2 separate regions of the Sus scrofa genome follow, and region 1 is linked to region 2. Evidence: chromatin contacts called from public HiChIP or PLAC-seq data. All regions are on one chromosome and are shown on one strand. The core of a region is the stretch at or near the end of the contact, and the rest is flanking DNA. Distances in the headings are between cores, read along the strand shown. Region 1 holds the start of LOC100621455 (a long non-coding RNA gene). Region 2 overlaps PHACTR4 (phosphatase and actin regulator 4).

Region 1 (5,517 bases), core at 1,767-4,266, 70 kb before region 2:
TGTTTCGCTTGTGGGAGCAGAGGGTAGCAGCCCTGCGAACATAGCGCCCCTTGGTGAGGGCCAAGAACCGCAGCTCACGAGGCCTTCTCGGCCCACAGGCGACTCGGAGTCGCTCTAAATAGTATGATTACAACTGAACACTACGGTTGGCGGACCCCCTGCCAAACTTAGAGCCGACGAAACAGGCGGTGGAAAACACTCACCGAGAACTTAACACGACGTTCAACAGTCTTCCCCGAAAAGGCCGAGGAAGCGCAACGCCTCGGTATTTATACCTTCTGAAGAGCGCGGAAGCCAGCGTGTCTAATGCGCCTGCGCCGCCTCATGCGCAGTTAGGGAATCCGAAACTCACTGAGGGTGCTGGGAATGTACCATAGGTTAAGCTCCACCCCTACTTAGCTCAGAAGCATCTCGTGATACTAGAGTCTTCGCGCGGGACCTTGCGGGGGCGTGCCAGTTACAGGAACTGAGCATTTAGTCAGATGGGTGCGTGCTGGATTGGATGTTGAGGTCTCTATGAACAGTTCACCAGTCTGGAGAATATACTTCTATTTTATTTTATTTTTTTTAGAGAATATGCTTTTAAATAAAAGTCGCCAAAAAAAAAAAAAAAAACACCTTTGGAGTAGTAAGTAGGCAGAAGAGAAAAATGCGTCTATGGAAATGTAGTATCTCAAAAGGGATTGAATCTGCCCTGTCACGTGTAAAGTAAAATGCTTCGGTAAATAAAAGGGTAATGCTGAAGTCTTCGCTTTAAAATTGTTAAACTGGTAAATTTTTTGTTTATGTTAAGTACATTTTAACACATATAGACACCTAGCATAAAGAAGGCTGGTAAAGAATCCTTAAGGTAAATATTACATGTGAAGTAGAGCAAATGCGTTAAAATTTCGAATAAGTGCTGGGTAAATTGACATAGAGCCATCCCAATTGGACTATAAGGAGTAGAAACATTTACGATGTGGAGTTCCCATCGTGGCGCAGTGGTTAACGAATCCGACTAGGAACCATGAGGTTGCGGGTTCGATCCCTGCCCTTGCTCAGTGGGTTACCGATCCGGCGTTGCCGTGAGCTGTGGTGTAGGTTGCAGACGCGGCTCGGATCTTGCGTTGTTGTGGCTCTAGCGTAGGCCGGTGGCTACAGCTCCGATTCACCCCTAGCCTGGGAACCTCCATATGCCGCGGAAGCGGCCCAAGAAATGGCAAAAAGATGAAAAAAAAAAAAAACAAACATTTATGATGTACCTTTTATAAGAGTTTGTGCCGGGTGCTTTGCATATATTTACCCACCCAGAAGTTCTAAGATATTAGCATCATTTCCCAGGTTTTAAGGTGCCAAACTGTCCCAGAGTGATAGTTCTCAAAGTGTGGTTGGCACTCAGGGGTCCCTGAGATTCTTTGGGGCCGGGTTCATGAGGTCAAAACTTTTATAATAATACACTTTTTCTATGTTTTCACTATGTTGACTCTGCACTGATGTAAAAGGAAATTATGGGTTAAACCGCTGGTGCCTTAGTATGTTTCAAGGCCCTGTCACCAGAATGTACTGGTGGTCGTTGTATTCTTTTTTCTTTTCTTTTCTTTTTTTAATGGCCATGCAAGTGGCATATGGAAATTCCTGGACTAGGGATTGAATCCAAGCTGAAATTGCTGGGATCGAACCCAAGCCTCTGTGGCTGCTTTAGATTTTTTTGTTTGTTTTAGGGCTGCATCTGCTGCATATGGAGGTTCCCAGTGAGGGGACGAATTGCAGGCATAGCTGCTGGCCTATGCCACAGCCACAGCAACACAGGATCTGAGCCGAGTCTGCGACCCATACCACAGCTTGAGGCAAGGCCAGAACCCCATCCCGCTGAGTGAGGCTAGAGATCTAAATAGTATGATTACAACAGAATACTATGGTTGGCGGACCCCGTACCAGATAGAGGCAACATAACAGACAGTTGAAAACACTAGTATCATGGATACTAGTGGTATTTGGTTCCACTTTGTCACAGTGGGAACTCCTGTAGATGGATTGTTAACCCACTGCACCACGGGGAGAACTGCTCATTGTATTCATTATCAAAACAAATTTACTATGAAAAAAAGTCTTTCACCTAAGAATGTCCTCGATGAAGTAAAAATCATTAATTTTACTAATTCTTGTTTTTTGAACATCTTTTTTTTTTTTTTTTTGTCTTTTTAGGGCTGCACTCGAGGCATATGGAGGTTCCCAGGATAGGGGTCTAATCGGAGCTTTAGCCACTGACCTATACCACAGCCACAGCAACACAAGATCCGAGCCATGTCTGTGACCTAACACCACAGCTCACGGCAATGCTGGATCCTCAACCCACTGAGCAAGGCCAGGGATGGAACCCCCAACCTCATGGTTCCTAGTCAGATTCGTTAACCACTGAGCCACAATCGGAACTCCCCATCTTTTTAATATTCTGTATGGCAAAGTGTTTTCCTTTCAGGGCCTGGCTTTCCTTTGTTGTGGATTCTTATTTATTTGGTCTTTTCAGGGCTGTACTCATGGCATGTGGAGGTTCCCAGGCTAGGGGTCAAACTGGAGCTGTAGCCTCTGGTCTATGCCACAGCTACAGCAACTCCAGAACCCATTGAGCGAGGCCAGAGATCGAACTTGTGTCTTCATGGATACTAGTCAGATTTGTTTCCACTGAGCCATGATGAGAACTCCAGATTCTCATTTTTTTAAAAGTTCACTGCCTAGCCCATCCCCTGCTATGAACTTGCCCTTCCTGCTAGTTGTTTTTTAAACCTCTCCCTCTGCGATTGCAGTCCTCCTTCTCCTGGGATAGGAAGATTAATTAAAATTCGTAAGACCCTCAGTTCATTCTCTGTTTCAGCAAACACTGGGCAACGTGTACCTTCAAAGCACACTTCTAGAGATGGTGTGTGACCTCAAAAGGTAATGGCAGTATGAAGCCTCTTTGGAGGGCCAGTAGAAGGAGAATAAGGGAACAGATGGAGGCCAATGACATGAGCAGTCTGACTCATGGTTTCTTTTAATCTTTGGTAAAGGGTGGTACGCTAATCAAGGCCAGTCTCTGAAGTGACAAGTAGAAAGTGAGTCATTGGTGGGGCCACCAAATTGAAACTGGGCTGCTTGCCAGAGAGGAGTACATGAGCTACAAACTCCTTGTCAGCCTGAGGTCTGATTTCTTTTTTTAGGGCCGCACCCGCAGCATATGGAGATTCCTAGGCTAAGGGTCAAATTGGAGCTGCTGCCGGCCTATGCCACAGCCACAGCGACGGCAGAACCGAGCTGTGTCTTTGACCTACAACATTAGCTCACAGCAATGCCGGATCTTTAACCCGTTGAATGAGGCCAGGAGTCGAACCCTTGTCATTGATCCTAGTCAAGTTTGTTACTGCTGAACCACAAGGGAAGCTCTCCTGAGGTCTAATTATATGTGATCCATATGCAAAATGTCCTTGTAGGGACAAATGATTGGGATGCGACTGCTTGTCCTTGAAATAGTTAACGGGTGATTACATACTTTGCTTTTTGACTTTGGGGAGGCAACTTCAGCTGTCAAGTTCTTCACTGGTAAAATGAGTATATATTCACTTACCTTCCGGACTAGGTGGGATTAATAAAACCTGAGCTGTACCTCCTACATAGTGTGGAGTTCATAGTTGGCTTTCCTCTCCGCAGCTGATTTTTTCCTGACAGCAAAGTAGGATTTATTGTCAGGCATAAGGAGGGGACCGCACCAAGGCTCCCGTAAGTGCAGAGCCCACCATTTGTCCAGGGGGCTGAGATTAGGGCTGTATCTGACCCCACAGCCATCTAGGATGAGCTGCTTTTCTGCCAACATGTTTTCAAAGTTATCTGCATTAAACATGAGGTATATCCCCACTTCTTGGAGATGTGGACCTTCTGGTGGCCAGGGAACGTGAACCTGGCATAAACAGGGCCTCAAACACATTCTGCAGCTTATCCTTTTTCCACATGTGTGTACAGAAGGTCAGGCATCACTGACTTTCATCTCTGGCTACATTTCATGTTTGTACTATGATATTTCCCCGTTCATCTACTCATTTAGGATGTCTAGCAATACATTTTTAAGCTAAATATTTTTTCTTTTTAGGGACACACCCACAGCATATGGAGGTTCCCAGGCTAGGGATTGAATCAGAGCTACAGCAGCCGGCCTATACCACAGCCACAGCAATGTGGGATCTGAGCCACATCTACAACCTACATGACAGCTCATGGCAATGCCAGATCCCCCACCCACTGAGTGAGGCCAGGGATCAAACCCCCATCCTTATGGATACTGGTCGGATTTCCAATGTGCCACAATGGGAACTCCCTAAGCTACTTTAAATCTTTTGGAATAAGGTAGAACGTAAAAAATAAACACTTTACACCAGAATAGTGTAGGTTTTTTTTAATTCTAAAATACATTAATTAATATTGATAGGAAGACTGATATACAATGCAATTATTTATTTTACAAGGAGATTCTGTACATCAGGGAAGCATTTTGAAGTACAATACACCAGGCTTTTATTTCTTCTTTACATTATGATTGTGAATTGTTACTTACATGGAAAGACACAAAATCTACTTTATATATATATATATATATATATATAAACACCTGAAAAGATTTGACCCCAAAGTATCTTGTTTCAAAAGAACATGAATGAGATGAAAGACGAACTAAATTCCTCGGTGGCACATAGAAAGCACACACTTAGCTCAAGAAATCAAATCCTGTTTCGAGCTTGGCACATTAAGGGAAAGAAAGGCAGTGAAAGGCGGCTTTGAAATTGTCATCTGAAACCACAGAGGATGCTAGCATAAGCCAAGTTGTCTCCAAACCAGCAAGACAGAAAGGTTAGCAGAAGTCAAGTTAGCACTTCTATGTGGCCGCCTTAGAAGGCTAGCAACTTTGCAGAACTGTCCCTTCTCTTCCCTCTGTCATGCCAAGTGTTAATGAGCTTCCAGGAGATGTGGGTCCCATGTAGCTCCATAGCCATAAAGCACTTGAGAATTACTGAGACTTCTAAATACTTCCCAATTCCCCATTCGGAGAGAAGATACTACCTTTAAGGTCACTTTAGGTTTTTTTTTGTTTTGTTTTGTTTTTCTTTTCCAGCCACACCCCGACACATGGAAATTCCCAGGCGGGGATCAAACCTGCACTGTCACAGAGACAATGCCAGACCATTAACCCACCATCACAGCGTGAACTCCAGCTTTTTTGTTTTGAACTAATATTCTGATTCTTCAGCAAATCTTACACGGACGTCAAAGGAAGAAAGAGAAATACCTACTGAAAGATGACATCTAGAACAAGAGGGACTACAGAAGAAATCAAAAGAAATCTGTAAAATAGCCACAATTTTCTGAACATTAAAGGGAAAAAGTCACATTCATCAGTTAAGAAACTGTTTTTTCCCTTCCACTTAGGGTGGATAGGAATGAGAGGGAAATAGTAAGGCTGTATGGTTTTCAATAATAATTCAAAGAAAGCAACTAAATCTTCTGTTTTAG
Region 2 (5,784 bases), core at 2,429-4,928:
CTAGGGGTCTCACTGGAGCTGTAGCTGCTGGCCTATGCCGCAGCCACAGTGACAATGGATCCGAGCGGTGTCTGCGACCTACACCACAGCTCATGGCAATGCCGGATCCTTAACCCACTGAGCAAGGCCAGGGATCGAACCTGCAACCTCATGGTTCCTAGCTGGATTCGTTAACCACTGAACCACGATGGGAACTCCTATAATTCTTTTCTTACTTGTCTCTCCTACATTTTTTTGAAAGCAGAAACCATCTTTATAGCTTCACAAGTAACATAATGCTCAGCACATAGTAGGCATTAAACTAAAAAAATTTTTTTTCAGAATGTATATATGTATGTGTGACTGGGTCACTTTGCTGTACAGGAGAAAACTGGCAGAACACTGTAGACCAGCTATAATGGAAAAAATAAAAATCATTATAAAAATTTTTTTTTAAATGGAGGAAAGCAAAGGGAAAATAATATCTTTCACTACTTTAGCCTATAGGTGTCCCTTTCAGGGTCACAGACACAGCTCGGATCCCACATTGCTGTGGTTGTGGCTGGCAGCTACAGCTCCGATCAGACCCCTAGCCTGGGAACATCCATGTACCGCAGGAGGGGCCCTAAAAAGACAATGAAAGAAAGAAAGAAAGAGAGAGAGAGAGAGAGAGAGAGAAGGAAGGAAGGAAGGAAGGAAGGAAGGAAGGAAGGAAGGAAGAGAACAGAACACATAAAGTGCAAAGTGGGTTTTTGTTTTTTGTTTTTTGTTTTGTTTTTTGCTTTTTAGGGCGGTGCCATCAGCACATGGAAGTTCCCAGGCTAGGGGCTGAATCATAGCTATAGCTACACCACAGCCACACCACCACCAGATCCACCATAGCTATAGCTACACCACAGCCATAACACACCAGATCCAAGCCAAATCTATGACCTACACCACAGCTCACAGCAATGCTGGATTTGTAACCCATTGAGCAAGGCCAGGGATTTAACCAGCATCCTCATGGATACTAGTCGGATTCATTTCTGCTGAGACATGATGGGAACTCCTATGGTTATTTTAGATACAGCAGGTAGGCTGTGAATGTAGAATGACCATGACAGTCTTTAGTTCCCTTTAACAATGCCTTTATTCTCTTTTAACTCCTTTAAAAAATTATTTTATATATTTAATTAATTAATTAACTTTTTGGTTTTTCAGGGCCACACTTGCGGCATATGGAGGTTCCCAGGATAGGGGTTCAATCGGGGCTGTAACCGCTGGCCTACACCACAGCTCATGGCAACGCCAGATCCTCAACCCAATAAATAAGGCCAGGGATCCAACTCACGTCCTCATGGATACTAGTCAGGTTCGCTAACCGCTGAGCCACGACGGGAACTCCTATATTTTATTTTTTAACACTGCAAAATATAAAGAAGGAACTAAAGTGCCCTTAACCCTAAAATCTCTTTTTTGACATTTTAAAAAAGAAAATACATATACATAGTTAGAAAATACAAACGGAGTTCCCGTCGTGGCGCAGTGGTTAACGAATCCGACTAGGAACCATGAGGTTGTGGGTTCGGTCCCTGCCCTTGCTCAGTGGGTTAACGATCCGGCGTTGCCGTGAGCTGTGGTGTAAGTTGCAGACGCGGCTCGGATCCTGCGTTGCTGTGGCTCTGGCGTAGGCCGGTGGCTACAGCTCTGATTCAACCCCTAGCCTGGGAACCTCCATATGCCGCGGGAGCGGCCCAAGAAATAGCAACAACAACAACAACAAAAAAGACAAAAAAGACAAAAAAAAAAAAAAAAAAAAAAAAGAAAATACAAACCACATAGGGAGATACAAAATGATAAGTGTAAGCCACCCATCCTCATCCTTTTAATTTTCATTCTTATAATCATTGCCTATGTAGTTTCCATGACACATTGATAAGGGCTCAATATCAATATGCATATATATACAGAAATAAATTCAGATGGAAAACCATCTACACATTTAGCCCTCGCTTGCTGTGACTTTCTAGGGACTAAGTAGCAGTTAGAAGTGATGAAAAGAGGACATGGGAGATAGTACAGAATGCCAGTATTACTACTTTTCAGGCTTTCATTACTACAATGGCTCATCTTTTTCTGTTGACAGAAAAAATAATTATAGGACATCTGTATTATTAAGGTTCATAGAAACTGGTATTCAATGCACTCTACTTCCCTTAAGATTGTTAATTCTATCTTAGAGGAAAATTTAAAACCACTCTAAGGAATATATATAAATATCACTGACTATTGAGCAATAGTTCTTTTTTTTCCCCTTAATGACCTGCATATGGAAGTTCTAGCCAGGAATTCAATCCAAGCTTCAGCCGTGGCAACACTGGATCCTTTAACCCACTCTGCCATGCCAGGGATCAAACCCATGCATTTGCAGCGACCCCAGCCATTGCAGTCAGATTCTTTTTTTTTTTTTTTTTTTTTTTTTTTTTTTGGTCATTTTTAAGGGCCATACCTGTGGCATATGGAGGTTCCCAGGCTAGGGGCTGAATCAGAGCTGTAGGTGCCAGGCTACACCACAGCCACAGCAACGCAGGATCTGAGCTTCATCTGCGACCTGTACCATAGCTCATGGAATGCCAGATCCCTAACCCACCGAGTGAGGCCAGAATTGAACCTGTGTCCTCATGGATGCTTGTCAGATTTGTTTCTGCTGAGCACAATGGGAACTCCTATAGTCAGATTCTTAATCCACTGCACCACAGCAGGAACTTCCAAGCAATGGGGTATAACAGTAAAAGGATCTTGCCTTCCATGATCTTATACTCTTATCAGGAAATACGATGACACAAGACATTTTATATGTACGTGTGTGTATATGTACATACAGTAATGCTGTATTAAATGTCTCCTTAATGCCATAGGAAAAGAACAGGACATTATTTCTAGCATTATTTAATTCCAGAGGAATTTATCTCCTACACCTTAAAAATGTGAAAACTAATTAAGTTCATGTTTTGCCCTTCATTCTTAAAGAGGAGGGAGGGAAGGACTGCATTATTAGCCCATTTTGAGCTTCAAGAGGTAACAACATGAAAACATCACAAAAATTGTTCTCAGGAACTTTGAAGGTGCATTAATCTTGAGCATGGATTCTTAACAAATGGCCTTGAATGGTTAGGAAAACCCTCTCTAAAACATAATAATAAATTATAAGTTCAGGTACAGAATAGGAAGAAAATAATTGACTTTATTTGTTTAGGATGTGACGTCTGTTTTCTACTTCAACAAACTACTTCTCATATTTCCTGTGATACAAATTCTAATCTAAAGGAGGTACTACCTTGTAAATCTGTTCAATCTGTTCCCAGAATACCATGTATATGAATAAAGCCTTTGTAGCTAGCTTAAATTCAGGCTTCACACCAACAGTCTATCTCATTAATTATTTAATCAAACACACACCAAAATTTTTTCAACATATTGTGCTCACTTCTGTTGAAGGAAGTTATATAGAAACTTAATGAAGTTGTCAGAAAATTTAAAACATTTTGAGAAGGCAACTTAGTTTATATATATCCTCTGCTGCCCCAAAAGAAACCTTTCAGAAGAAGTTTCATATGCCAGGATTTCAGTCCCTCTTCCAAGGCATGCTATAGTGAGAATGGCTGTTAACTCATAAACATTTGAGAAGGGAGGAAGAAAGAAAGCAGAAGCAGGAATGAGACTTTTTTTTTGGCATCACCCATGGCACACAGAAGCTCCTGGGTCAGGGAACCCGTGCCACAGCACTGACAATGCCAGATCCTTAACCTGCTGAGCCACCAAGGAACTCCAGGAATAAGCCATTTTTAAAAGCAGTGGGGGCATGAAGCATCACAGTACGTAAACTGTACACATATTTTCTCTGGACCCTTCCTTCCTCTAACACTTACGTAAAGTGTAGCCATTACTCAAAAATAAATAAATAAATAAATAAAAATAAAAACACCCAAAAAACAAAAAACCCTAGTAGGATATACTAATACAGAATAGTTTCATTATGTTCTACCAGGTTCCTTTGAAAGGAAAAGGAATAAAACAAAGAGAATCAGGGTAAAAGCTGTTTGATTCCTTTATCACCTTTCCCACTCCATGACCTTGAATGCCTGTCCCACACCAATCCTGACAGAATTCTGGAGGTCTGTTTTTTGGAAAGGATAAAATAAATGGTTTCTGGACTGGGAGACCAAAAGACAGTTGATGGTGGGAGTATAGCATGAAAAACTGAGGGGAACTGAGTGAACATAATGAATACTGAACCCACCCAGTCTTCATCACTCCCAACATACAGTGATCAGAAGATTCTACCCCTTGAACCTTGGTACTAATAACAGAGATATTCCCTAACAATAGGGAAAAGAAACTCATACTATAGTAAGGCCCAAAGGCAACCAGCCTATGCATTTAATAAAGCTTCTAATTTAAAGCTTCCCACTCTTAATCACAAGCAGACAGCTAATTATCACAGACTTCAGAGGAAAACGCTAACATAAAAGATCAAAACAAACAAAGGAAAGCAACTTTGGGGAAAATAATCTATGCAGGGCAAAGTTAATCTGTTCAAATAATAAAAGGATATTATGAAAGAAATAGTCAGAGAATAAAAAAGACTTCTAGAAATTAAAAACCTAACAGTGGAAAATAAAATTTTAATAGAATATAAAGATGAAGAAACCATGGAGTTCCCGTCGTGGCTCAGTGGTTAACAAACCCGACTAGGAACCATGAGGTGGTGGGTTTGATCCCTGGCCTTGCCCAGTGGGTTAAGGATCTGGTATTACCACGAGCTGTGGTGTAGGTTGCAAACGTGGCTCGGATTCTGTGTTGCTATGGCTCTGGCGTAGGCCAATGGCTGCAGCTCTGATTAGACCCCTAGCCTGGGAACCTCCATATGCCACAGGTGCGGTCCTAAAAAAAAAAAAAAAAAAAAAAAAAAAAAAAAAAACCCCCAAACTGTTCAAGAAGCAGAGATAAGAAAAAAAAAAAGGAGATGAAAATCAGATAACTAGTTCAGGAGACCCATTATTAAGACTCTATTGATAATCAAGAAAGAAGAAGACATGGGATTTAAGAAATAAAAAAGCCAACACAGGAGAGGAGCAGAGTTTCCAGATAAATAAGGACCCCAGGAAGACAGCTGTGTACTACACACAAGGGGACACTTGTCCAGATTGGAGCAGTGTGACTCAAGAGACATACTCAAGGCTGTCATTACCATGACCTTTGCTGCCATGTATTTTCTTCTTAAAGATAAGAACACAATGCCCAGGTGAGCATGGGCTTCAGAGCTTGTCCTAACTAAATGCTAATGAATTTCTTTTCAAAATACTGAGCTGCCTAAAGAGCTAAAAATGCTGATTTCACCACACAGAAGTGTTCTTTAACCTACTGCTGAAAGCTGCAGGTAGGTCATGGTCAACTTAGGAGAAACCACAAAGCTGCTCACTCCCTGACTGTACTTCTGTCAAGTGACTACGCCCTAGCCCACACTACGGCTCTGCCCAAGAAGTCTTGACTCTGTCCATGACTTCCACAGAAAAGCCTCTGTGCACATTGGAAAACTGAAACAAGTATGGTCCATTGATCCCTGAGGATCCCCAAGATCCTTTCAGGAGTCCACAAGGTATGACTACATACTTAATAATACTAAAGAATTAGTTACCTTTTTCACTAAGTCATCACTTGTACTGAGGGTACAAAAGCAATGGTGAGCAATATTGCTGGTACCATTACACAAATCGAGGCAGTGGCACCAAACTGCAGGATACATAATCTTCACCACTACAT

What was found. HiChIP or PLAC-seq counts read pairs in DNA pulled down with a chosen protein or histone mark.
Region 1: an H3K27ac HiChIP or PLAC-seq map of alveolar macrophages shows a contact between it and region 2, with 3 times the contacts expected there. The contact joins two enhancer-like sites. A contact is called at or near these places in 7 of 47 Hi-C or Micro-C datasets (embryonic fibroblasts, epiblast stem cells, fetal skeletal muscle and 2 more) and 1 of 2 datasets of contacts at active chromatin or transcription factors (alveolar macrophages).

The regions. Positions count from the first base shown.
Region 1 is chr6:85,528,315-85,533,831 of Sscrofa11.1, reverse strand. It overlaps PHACTR4 (phosphatase and actin regulator 4), which reads right to left. Exons shown (of 16, transcript XM_021095668.1): 16 at 4,391-5,517. It overlaps LOC100621455 (a long non-coding RNA gene), which reads right to left and starts at 309. Exons shown (of 2, transcript XR_002344951.1): 1 at 1-309. Within about 2 kb of position 3,016, at least 13 of the 83 cell types and tissues checked have an H3K27ac peak or open chromatin away from gene starts, as enhancers often do. A contact at or near this core is called in alveolar macrophages, where this site is marked.
Region 2 is chr6:85,458,240-85,464,023 of Sscrofa11.1, reverse strand. All of the region lies in intron 2 of PHACTR4 (phosphatase and actin regulator 4), which reads right to left. Among named protein-coding and RNA genes, the nearest start is that of PHACTR4, 49 kb to the right of the region's middle. Within about 2 kb of position 3,678, at least 1 of the 83 cell types and tissues checked has an H3K27ac peak or open chromatin away from gene starts, as enhancers often do. A contact at or near this core is called in alveolar macrophages, where this site is marked.